2 separate regions of the Mus musculus genome follow, and region 2 is linked to region 1. The links are chromatin contacts, called in public ChIA-PET maps. All regions are on one chromosome and are shown on one strand. Each heading gives the region's core, a stretch centred on a gene start, on an enhancer-like site or on the middle of the called end of the contact. The rest is flanking DNA. Distances are from core to core; before and after follow the strand shown.

The links. ChIA-PET counts read pairs in DNA pulled down with a chosen protein or histone mark.
Region 2: a contact with region 1 is called in an RNA polymerase II ChIA-PET map of memory CD8 T cells, with 7 read pairs. The contact joins two enhancer-like sites. A contact is called at or near these places in 2 of 115 datasets of contacts at active chromatin or transcription factors (kidney and memory CD8 T cells).

Annotation. Positions count from the first base shown.
Region 1 is chr16:93,814,672-93,820,522 of GRCm38.p6, forward strand. The region is part of intron 1 of Gm30881 (a long non-coding RNA gene); the gene reads right to left. Among named protein-coding and RNA genes, the nearest start is that of Morc3, 15 kb to the right of the region's middle. Within about 2 kb of position 1,875, at least 237 of the 459 cell types and tissues checked have an H3K27ac peak or open chromatin away from gene starts, as enhancers often do. A contact at or near this core is called in memory CD8 T cells, where this site is marked.
Region 2 is chr16:94,220,419-94,226,246 of GRCm38.p6, forward strand. The region is part of intron 6 of Hlcs (holocarboxylase synthetase (biotin- [propriony-Coenzyme A-carboxylase (ATP-hydrolysing)] ligase)); the gene reads right to left. Among named protein-coding and RNA genes, the nearest start is that of Hlcs, 67 kb to the right of the region's middle. Within about 2 kb of position 2,478, at least 99 of the 459 cell types and tissues checked have an H3K27ac peak or open chromatin away from gene starts, as enhancers often do. A contact at or near this core is called in memory CD8 T cells, where this site is marked.

The sequences.
Region 1 (5,851 bases), core at 625-3,124:
ACAGATGCAATAAATATAAGCAGAGGAAAATCAAAAATCAATATGTTCTTTATATCATCAGTTTCTATTAGACCATGAATGTCAACTCTGATGTCTGCTTACAAATTTAGCACTGAGCTGGCTAGTTTTATGTCAACTTGTTAAAGTCAAAGTCATCTGAGAGGAGGAAATACCTTAACAAGATCTAGCTGTAGGTGCTGGAGGCATGGCTCAGCGGTTAAGAGCGCTGAGTTCATCTGTGATGGGATCCAAAGCCATCTTCTGGTGTGTCTGAAGACAGCTACAGTGCACTCACATATATAAAATAAATAATTCCAAAAAAAAAAAAAATCTAGCTGTAGGGTATTTTCTCAATTAGCAATTGATGGAGGAGGGCCCAGCAAAAAAGCAGAGCCGAGCAATCCATGAGGAGCAAGCCAGTGAGCAGCACCCTCCGTGTCCTCTGACTCCGTCAGCCCGGTCCCCGTCAGCCCCCAGCCCTCGTCAGCCTCCGCCCCAGGCAGTCAGCTCCTGCCCAGTTTGAATTCTGGTCCTTGACTTGCTTTGATGATGAGCAGTGATATGGAATCGTGAGCCAGATAAACACTTTCTTTCTCAACTTGCTTTTTGGTCATGACATTTCATCCTAACAATAGAAATCCTAAGTAAGACAAGCACCTTTTCTCTTCTTGATATCATATGCTATGCAATGGGGTGCAGTAAAGAAACTGCCAACATGACTGCTCCATTAGGGGAAAGGTGTGTTTTGTTTTGTGGGTTTTTTTTTGGGGGGGGGGGGGACAATCCAGAGGCATTTGGAAGTGTCTAGAGGAGAGAAAGGTGTGAGGGGCGGGGAGTGGGGAGGGGGCTGTAAGACCTCAGGGAGGACCAAGCATAGGGCTGTAAAGACAAGGGAGTGCACAGCTTGGGGAGGGCCTCTTGGGGGCGGGGGGGGGGGGGGATGGAAAGCCCATTTCACAAGTTCCAGAGAAATGCTGGCTGGCTTTTTTCTAACCACCACAAACCCTATAGTCTAGTTTGAGCTGATTTCTAAACAAATGGAGGACCTGTGACCTAACAGGTATCTAAAAGAGCTTTACCGATTTCTGCAAACACATACTACTTAATCTATATTTATTACCGGTTCCTCCTACATAAACTTATCCAAGGGGAAATTTTTTTAAAAGGCATCACAAAGAAGATGTGCATGCAGATGTTCCCTGCGGCAAAGGCCTGAAGGGTGGCGTGAGGGCTCGGGCTAACTGAGCTTGATTGGCTTTCACAGCATGCTCTGTCCTGGCAGACGTCCATACCTCAGCTTCTAGGTTTTGTTTTGTCTGTTTTGTTTTGTTTTTGGTACGGAGTCATCTATCTTCCTGCCTCCACCTTTTACATGTGATGATCACAGCTGTGTGCGATGATTCTCATGACCACTCTGTATAGGAAGGAGCTCAAACCCAGGGCTAAGCCAGCCCTCTGCCAACCCAGCCACATCTCCAGGCTCTCGGTGCCTCGGGTTGATATTTTCTTTCTTCCTAATGAACGAGTTTCAATACCCACATTGAAGCCAGTTCAATTCCTCCCAGAAGTGGTGAAATTGACCCAAAGAACCACTACACTGAGACAAGCAGTGTTTTGGCAGGGGCGGTGCTGGCCGAGGGTAACAGGCACAAATAGCAACACTCTTGGTATTCTTCTAACAGGCCAGCGTTTAGGAGACAAAGACCTTCAAGGGTGTTGGTGTGAGTGAAGGCTGTGTGTGCAGGCATGAAGAGATCCCTCCTACCGGGCCCGCCTCACTTGCAAGGTTTCGATTCTTACTGTCCTGTTAGCATTTCTAAGGCAGCAGAGCCAAGGCTCAGAGCAGAGCCAGGAACTGAAACCAAACTCTCTCAGACTTTAGAACTCTGCACTCTCAACCTCAGCTCCGAGAAAGCGGAACAGGAAAGAGGCATCCGCTACAGCTACAGCGAAAGCTGGTTTGTTCTGGTTTCTTGGGCCACACCACCCATCTCTGACTTCCTGGAAACCCGCCAAAGCTGGGGCCACAGCATAGAGGAGGAGGAAGGCACAGAAGGAAATGAAGTAGAATGGGGCCAATCCACTGAACCTGGGAGCCAGTTGCCTTCCTTGATGAGTGTCAAGGAATACCACTCAATGCCACTGGTAAAAAGCCACATATCTGCAGAGATAATATATGTTCCTAAAGACAGCTCACACATAGCAAAAACAAACGCTTGAGATGCCTTCTTAACATATCAAAGTGAACTTGGCTCCCAGGTTCTCCCAGAATCCTTTGGTCTGCATGCCCTCCCCCCTCCCCTAAACTTCTCTAGTCCAGCTGACTGGGCTGCTGCTCATCCCTAGAGAATCCAACCATCTTGGTTACTGCTCCTCTTTTGGACATCCTGGATATTACAGCCGGCTCCCTTCTCTCTCCTCTCCCTTCCTGAGTCCTCCCTCCTCTCACATGGCTCAGAATCAGGTGTCCACTCTAGGCTCTTCCGGAAGTCCCTGCCTCTGATTATGCCGTCCCTTTTATCTGTAATAAACCTTCTCCTGCCGGGCGTTGTGGAGCAGACTTTTAATCCCAGCCCTCGGAAGGCAGAGACAAGCAGATCTCTGAAAGTTTGAGAACAGCCTGGTCTACAGAGTGAGTTCTAAGACAGCCAGGGCTACACAGAGAAACCCTACCTCAGTGATAATAATAATGGATGATGATGATGATGATAAACCTCCTCCTCTACCATACATAGGAGCAATCACATTCTTTCCATTCTCGTTTCTTCTTACATCCATACTGTGCTCACTTGGGGTCAGAAGATTTGTAACCCTGAGTTTCAACCTGTTGATACTGTGTCTAAAACCTAGCTACACACTTCCAGGAGCCATGGGAACAGTTCCGTTCACAAAAGGAAAGTCAGAAGGAAATCAAGTCAACAAGCACAAAGCTTTTTCTTAAGGTTTAAGCTTTGTTTAACCTTTTTCAGATGGGTAGTAAATTATGCTCTTTAAACAATGTAACTGGCCGGGGCGTGGTGGCACATGCTTTTAATTCCAGCACTTGGGAGGCAGAGGCAGAGGCAGGTGGATTTCTGAGTTCGAGGCCAGCCTGGTCTACAAAGTGAGTTCCAGGACAGCCAGGGCTATACAGAGAAACCCTGTCTTGGCAGGGGGGGGGGGGCGGGGGGGGCACGATGACGGGGGACGACAAGGGTGGGGGGGACAATGTAACTGAGAGAGCCACAGGGTCCACAGATGCGACTCTCCCTTGAGAAGCCCATCCACCACAGTTGTATTAGACTTTCCCAGAGTGCCTCTCTTTGTATTAACCCCCGTGCTTAATCTGTGTCATAAACTGCAACTCTGCTTCATATTGCTTGTCCTAACGTTCTTCTCTACAGTGAGGGAAAAAAAAAAAAACAAAAAAACAAAAAAACAAAAAAAATCTGTAATAGGACCCAATGCCCTCTTCTAGTGTTTCTGAAGACAGCTACAGTGTACTCATACAAATAAAATAAATACATCTTAAAAAAATAAAAAGGAGTGTGTATGTTCTCTGGTGGACTTACCTCCAACATTCTGGAGGTAGCAGCAAGATTCCAGACATTGACACACCAGGACACCAGGGGGCCTTAGATGTCCTGAGAAATATTGTTCCTATGGGGTATATACCATGAGACATTCTTGAGTCCCAGGAACTTCTCTGCTCCTATAGATCCATAGGCTCCCAACGTTTCTGCCCTAAACAGGATGCTACAGAAAGTCTCCTGGATCAATCCCCTTCAGAAGTGAGCCTGTTTATGACACCTTCTGCACAGGACACCTCAGGAAGGCAGGACAAAGCCCAAATTCCTCTGGGATCTGCATGAGCTGTCATTGGAGTCCCTGGTCTCAGTGCATGATGGTCACTTCTGCTTGTCTCCGTTAGGAGATAGTTTCCCGAGTCCAACCATCTCAGGAACAAAGTCTACCTGGAAGCAGGAACGAAAAAGTGAGATCATATTTGCAGGCTCCTAACCTTCTTCTTCAGATGTTTCACATTTGTCTGTTAACCAGTGAAGGACTTGCAGAGGGAAGTTTCCCTTATCCTGCTATCTAACTCAGGCACACAAGTCGTAAATGTGCTGCCTGTCTTGATTAATTGACTGTGGGGCCGCTTGCCCACTCCTTTGTTCCTTTATTGCTACAGACTTTAGGTCAGAGTCCAGGAGGGGACCTGGATACAAACGCTGTCTGAGGACCCTGAAACCACATGATCTGGAAATGACCTAGTCACCAAAATTAACTTCCTCGTTTAACGCCTTGTGTCAAAACATGATTTGTCGATGCAACAGCCACCCTGCTCTCCCTCACTTTGTGTTCCCATCCTTTAAAAACGGTGTACAGTCTCCCACTGGGGACAGAGTCCCGCTCCTGAACTGGCTGCCTCCCTGCAGGCAGAGAGCAACGCTTCTTTTATTCCAAGCTTCTCTCTCTGAAGTGAGTTCTCTCAGCTTCCACCCCAAACCCAACCGTCGTTATTGCCGGGTGTCCTTCTGTCTCTGTATGTTTCTCTCAGTTCTGTTTGTTGAGGGAGCATAGCTAAAAATGAAGGGGAGAGAGCAATACCCAGATACTGTTGAGGTGCTGAAAGGCTTCTGGGAGGGCTTGGTGAGCCACTGTGGATATACTGAGCACCGGCTTTCTCTGGGCAAGACCCACCTTCCTGGCTCAAGACCCATAGCCTCTTGTTAGGGACCAAATCCTTTTGGCTTGGCCAGAGAAACCTAAAACCTCCACCTGTTCTCTCAGCCCTGTGGGAAGAAATTGACATCCCTCTCTGTATGGCCGTCTTAGCCCATGACCACACCCAGGGATGAGGACATAGTGCACTTGCCTTGCTGGGGGGCATGTAGTTTTATACCTTGGACTCCCTCTCCCCTCCACCACCACCTAGAAACTCCATCTTTATCTCCTTCCAGCATGCTCGTTCCTGGCTCTGACTAACTTTGTCCCCTCTGTCTTACTCCTTGCTCGGGCTCCCTGGGACAGTGCCACTCCTCCTTGCCTGGATTCTGGGGGTGCCTCCCCTGGCCCCAAGTGCAGGAGCAGCAATCTCACTCTCCTGTGTGCACAGGAAGGTGGATATAGTTCCCAGTGTTGGTATTCTGTCTAAACTCCACCGCCACCGTTCCTGGCAGCAGCCGAGTATGCTCCTCCCCAGTTACCTGGCATCAACCGGATAGTCCTGGGCCATTATAAAAGGGGCTGTTTGCCCCTCCTCTCTCCTCTCTTGTTCTTTACTCTCTTGCCTCTCACCCCTTCTCTCCCCATTCCCTTCCCCCCGCACCCCTCCACATGGTCATGGCTGGCCTCTACTTCTCTACTCTCTCCCCCTCTCTGCCTTTCTCTGCCTCTACTACCCTCTTAACTCCCTTCCCCATGCCCTAAATAAACTCTATTCTATGCATGTGGCTGGTCCCTCAGGGTGAAGGGATGTTTTGGCGTGAGCCCACTGAGGTACCCCTTCCCCCATACCTCACCACCCCCCATAGAACATATCTTAATATCTGTTTATCTTTATATAACCACAATACCCAAGATGGGGGTGGGGTTAGTCTCTTCTTCTTCAGGCCCCCCTCTTCCCTCCACACACCCAGAGTGACTTTGGCTCTGGCAGCTCCAGGAGGAATTTCCCTGGAACAGAGGCAGCCTCCATCTTCCTCTCAAGGGAGGCACCTCTGGTGGGTCCAAGGCCTGAAGGTTCCCACTCTCCACCTTTCATGGGTTATGTCTTTCTTCCAATCAATGATTCATTATTTACAGTAACTGTGACTCAGTAGAACCGTGGGTTCCCAACATTTCTCAATGCTGCGACCCTTTAATAGAG
Region 2 (5,828 bases), core at 1,228-3,727, 410 kb after region 1:
CCTCTGAAGGGTTACCATGAACGAGACAGAAGGTAAAGAGAGAGGCAGCCTCGGCTCTCACAGGAAGTTTGTATTAACTAGAAATGTCCTGTACCAGCTGCTACTTAAGGACACAGAGAGAGAGCTGCTAGTCAGGACCGGGGCTGTCACCTAAGACAAGGCCCTGGGTGTGGCCACCGTCACCTAATGTAGGTCTCAGAAAAGGCTCATCCGTGTTGCTATCTGCATCCACAGACAATGGCACAGAGGAACAAGCAGCCCATTCCACTAGTAGGACGGGGAGGCTTAGAAAACAAACTATATGGGACAAGAAAGTCCATAACGGCAATCAACAGTAGTCAAACCAACAGAGACACAGCCAAGCACTTGGGACAGGGAGGACTAAGTGTTTTTTCTATTTAGAGTCACAGTCAGATTTCCACTGTGGAATGAGGTGAGTCTATAATTTCCATTCAGAGAGATGGAGCTGGCATGAGGTCAGTAACTGTTAACTGAGCCTGTGACAGGAGAGACTCGTTGTGGCTGTTCAGACGCAATGGGGCACAGGCGGACTGCAGTGGGTGGCTGGCCTTTCAGATCTAAGAGAAAATGGGTCTGGAAAACACTGTCCACCTGATGCGGGGCATGGGAGATGCCCTCACTTCCACAAATGCCCCTAAGGTTGGCAGCCACCGGTGAAAGGAGGAAAAAAGGGCCCAAAATAAGGGCTGTGCAAGCATTCTACGGGCCTCCCGCAGGAGTGCAGGTTCTCGCCTGAGATTCACAGTCGCGGATCACAACACCCAAGCATCTTGGATCTCCTCTACAGATATCGAGGAAAGCTAAAAGTCAGATTATATCTTGTTTGGTTCGTTTGAGATGACAAAGCTCCATGGATTGTTTTCAAAAGTGGAGAGGACACTAAACGAAGGAGAGAGGATTAAAAGCTCCAGAAAAGGGAGAAGGCAGAACTTGCATAAGCTTCTACCTCGCACTCTGCACCTCGTTCCAAGCATAAGGACCCTCCCTCATGGGGCCAGGCAGAGCCTAGGTGTTACCTGCTGACCAGCCAAACAAGCTTGGAAGGAACTCTAAGGTCTAAAATGTTAGTAAGACCTCACCTGAGACAGCGTCCTCCCCCTCTGCTGAACTTTCCCCTCCCTCCACCGTCCTGGGCCTCTCAAGCCTCCAGATGGCTCTGTGGGCCGGGGCGGCTCCCAGGGCAGCTGAGTTCTTACTGCAGTGCCACCAACTCCTCTGCAGTCCATGGAGTTACTGACTTAAACAGCCAACCAGTTATTTAACCAGTATTCAGACAGGGCTTCACATATTCCAAGCTGGTCTTGGAATCTACTACACACTTGAAGACAGCCTTGGGTTCCCAATCTTCCAGCCTCTGCCTCCCAAAAGCTGAGATGGCAGGTGGGTACTACCACACTGGGCCATCCCAGCTCCCCCAAAGTCTGGCTGTTTGGCTTGGAAGTGACCCCAGGACACAGTTCCTTCCAGGGGAAGCATTTAAACATTCACCCAGACAACTGCTCCCCACTTCCACCCACGACAGTGGCTACTTAGTATGAGAGGGCCACGGGGCCCACGCAGATTTCCCTGGGTGCCAGAGGGAGTTCTGGCCATCCGTCCCTAGGGCAACCCTGGAGAAGTCGAGAACTTCGCATGACACCGTGTGCTGTGAATAAGACTCTCCCGTGGCATGGAACATCCGCAGGGAAAAGCGAGTTTACCTTCCGACTGAACAGCACCTCCAGGAGGCATAAAGGGCTTAAAGGAGAGAACGTGAGAGCTCAAAATAAAAGAAGTCAGCCAGCAAGGGAGTATCCCAGCCTGAAGGACTTCAGGTACCTTCCTGTCCAGCCTCCATGCAAGCCCTAAGGCTGGGAAAGCCCCTGTGGCTACTTGTATGTAGATTCCTGTATTTACCTCATTTGAGAAGGAGTTTATTACTTAAAAAAATAAGCTCCTTCCCAGCACTCGGGAGGCAGAGGCAGGCGGATTTCTGAGTTCGAGGCCAGCCTGGTCGACAAAGTGAATTCCAGGACAGCCAGGGCTACACAGAGAAACCCTGTCTCGAAAAACAAAAACAAAAAACAAAAACAAAACAAAAAACAAAAAAACAAACAAAATAAGCTCCTAACAGTGGGGGTGGGGCTGTCCCTGACTCTTTTGCCTACTTGTAGGACCCTTTTCCTCCTACTGGCTGCCTTGTCCAGCCTAGACGTAATGATATGTGCTAGGTCTTACTGTAATGACTCTGGTGGGTTGATGTCCCTGGGAGACCTGATCTTTTCTGAGGAGAGGCAGAGGTGGGGAGGAAGAGACGGGGAGGCATGGGGTGGGAGGGAGAACTGTGGTTGGGATGTGATATATGAGAAAAGAATAAAAAGAAAGAATTGCAATATTAGACATTCTTAAGCCACAGATACAGCATAGCCCTCTCACCTTACAAACAAGGAAGCTGGCCCAGACAGGCTGAGAGAGTCACTTTGCACCCCAGGCTGTTAAAAGTAGCCCAAGGTTTCCAGGCTGTTAACATGGCCACCTGCCCCACCAGGCACTTTCGGTTTTGGGTAAACGCTGCACACATACACACACATTCTCCAGCTCCAAACTGTGAAAACTCCATTACCATTCCGGTGACCTCTGGAACCCACAGGCAGGACTAGGCTCCCATCCTCTCTGGACTCTTCCTGCTCCCCATGCCCTTCCCACGGCCTAGGAGAAGCTCCTCTACCAGCCACTGACCTCACCCTTCTCCTTGCTAATTTGAATACTCTTCGGGGAGTGTTAGCATTTTGTCTAAACTGAAAATGATGAATGACTTCTTGTGCAACGCAGAAAGTATGTGGCTTTGGGCTCTCCAAGTGACGGAATACCCTCCATGCAGAAACAGACCTCTCTGTCCCCGAGGTGTGCCCGCGTATAAGAACCTGGTAAGGGGCAGGTGAGAACCATGAAGCTCTTGCTCCAAAACAGGTGTTTTATTTGAAAGAAAAACAAAGGTTGTAAATAAGCCTTAAAACAAACTCAGGAAAGAGGAAGTGAGGAGAGGCGACCTAACAAACAGGGGAAATAGCTGCTTCATTACCCAACACGATATTACAGTTATTTTTTCTTTACACATTTACAGGGTTTTAATACAATGCATTTGTAAACCCACCCACTGCTCAGCCTCTGTCTCCATACTACGTGGACACAGGTGAGTGAGTGGTCACACCTCCGAGAACACACTCGTGAACACGCCATTCTAAACCTGTCTAAACTGTTCCTAATTAGGACTCGTGTTAACCCCTAAACCAACGTTTGAGAAGTTTTTCTTATCACATGTGTCTGACTGCACCAGACCTGTAGACCTACTCACAGCCTCCCCTGGCTGTAGGCTCACAGCCTTCTCGGGGAGTAGTCTTAGGCTCGCCACCCAGTGATGTGTCCACCTAGGACCAGAAGTACAACCGGATCTCATGCTGGTCAGAAATCATGTTAAGCATTAAAGAAAAACTCTAAATATTCCGAGTCTTGCTTTTTCTCAGTTTCCACATCAATGGCTGGCTGTGTGTACTCTCCAAGAAAGGAATGCGATCATCTTGGTTACAGACAAACAGATTAAACGACTGCCGACCAACCTTCCACCTTCACACCACATGCCCTCCCTGCAAAGGGCCGAGCACACAGCTACCTTTCCTAGTGGCATGAACAGGCACCGACGAACCTGACATTTTCACAACTCATGGGAAGTCATGAGATCTGGCCTGGGCCCCAGTAGCCAAACATCCCTGGCTGACTTGCCAGGACATAGCCAGATGTCTAGTGAGCATATCCGGGTTGGCCCAGGTCAGGTCATGGCTCTGTTACTATGGGCTAACTTGTCTGTACCCTATAGACTCCAGATAAAACACTTCCAGCCACCAGAGGGGTTCAGGTCACTTGTAAATGGCAGCCGCCTCTATAGCTTCTTTCTCTAAGATGAGCGTGAGCTACAAGGATGAGGTTTTAACCACGTCCTCCAGATTGATTCCCTTATTGGCTGTTTCTCTTTATTAAAGATTTATTTATTCCATGTGATTACACTGTCGCAGTCTTCAGACACACCAGAAGGTGGCATCGGATCCCATTATAGATGGTTGTGAGCCACCATGTGGTTGCTGGGAATTGAACTCAGGACCTCTGGAAGAGCAGTCAGTGCTCTTAACCTCTGAGCCATCTCTCCAGCCCTTGGCTGTTTCTCTCTCTCTCTTTTTTTTTTTCTTTCTTTTTACTTCTTTCTTTGCTTCATATGAGACAGGCTAGCCTTAAACTCACCATGTAACTGTGATCCTGAACTACCTGCACTGTGGTTACAGGTGTGTGAGGCCACATCAGGTTTATACAGTTCTGATAATTAGGTACAAGCACCTCACCCCACTAACTGGTACCTGTGTCCTGCTGGAGCTCACAAGGTATTAATTGAGTGGCTGAGCTTTAAATAAAACCAAGCAAATGATTACCGAGTATACAACGCACAGAAGGAAGTAGTGTAAAGTTACCCATTTGCTAGGGGCTAACGGTCTAACACACAGCTCTTCAGCTGTGTCTGGAAACACTGAAGCCACACAAAATTTGGCAACAATAAAAGGTCTCTGAATACATGATGAACCCAAGATTAACTCAGAATCAAACACTCAGTGAGCCCAAGGTGTTTCTGTCAGGACTCAGCTTGGTTCACCCTTCAATGTCACAGTGGACATGGTTCTGAACATACAACCCTCTTCGCCATGTGCACGCACACCACCACAGCACAGAACTCCAGTAACTGCAAGAGAGAGAGAGACTGGCCACATCTCGGCTTTGACGCTAGCATATTGTATTTGACATAGCACATTATGAACTGCAGTGGTACATACAGACGTTTCTACTCAGTAGATTAATTATGAAAACCAAGACTTTTTATATTTGCCTGCCATCCTTGTATCTCGGCAAGTATCAAGTTAGAAATTTTTTTAACATATTACATTCACCTATTTGTCACACATGTTTGTGCGGCATCTGGGCACGTGGAAGTTAGAGGACATCATGAAGGAGCCAGTGCTCTCCGCCTGGGATGAGGGCTGCCGGGATCGCATTCAGTCGTCAGACTTGGAAGCCACGTCTGCCACGCACTGAGCCATCTTGGCAGGCCTCGGATTAGTCTATCTTTTGATTGTGTTAGAATGCCTGGTTCGAAACTTTCTATTTGAGTTGAGCTGCATTGGAAAACACTGCTCTGTAAATTTCGACCTGGAATTAGGACAGAACTTCCAGCCATCTCTGAACTGGCCCTGAGCAAACTCTGTCTTTTTGTATTTAAGCAAAACAGTGTTCTCAGCACTGATGACTAGAGAATCAAAGTATCAATCAACTGTGAAAAATATGTCCTACAGTATCAAATACTCAGCCAAAATCTGTCTTTTTTGCAAAACCAAATAAGCCTATTATGATTCTCATTAGTGGGCACGTTTTCTTTTGCATTAAATCAACAGTAAAATTATATGCACACGAAGGAACTGTTTTTAGACAACTTGCTTTATGATTTATTCTTAGTAAGTGCTTAATTCACATTGATATACTTTAATACCTGGGGCTGCACTGAAATCCCCCGTTGGAAAGGGGCCCTGCGTAGAAAAAGTGGGAGCAACCTGATGGAGGATGTGCTGGGCCTATCCATTATCCCAGAACAACACAACCCACAAGATCCGCCTTGGGTGCAGCTACAGAGCCTCGGTGCCGCAGCAAGGCACCCAGGGCAACCACACAGCTTCAGCAAAGACTACCTGAAGGGCTCAGACCTCACCACTGAGAGGATTCAGAAGGCCCAGCTG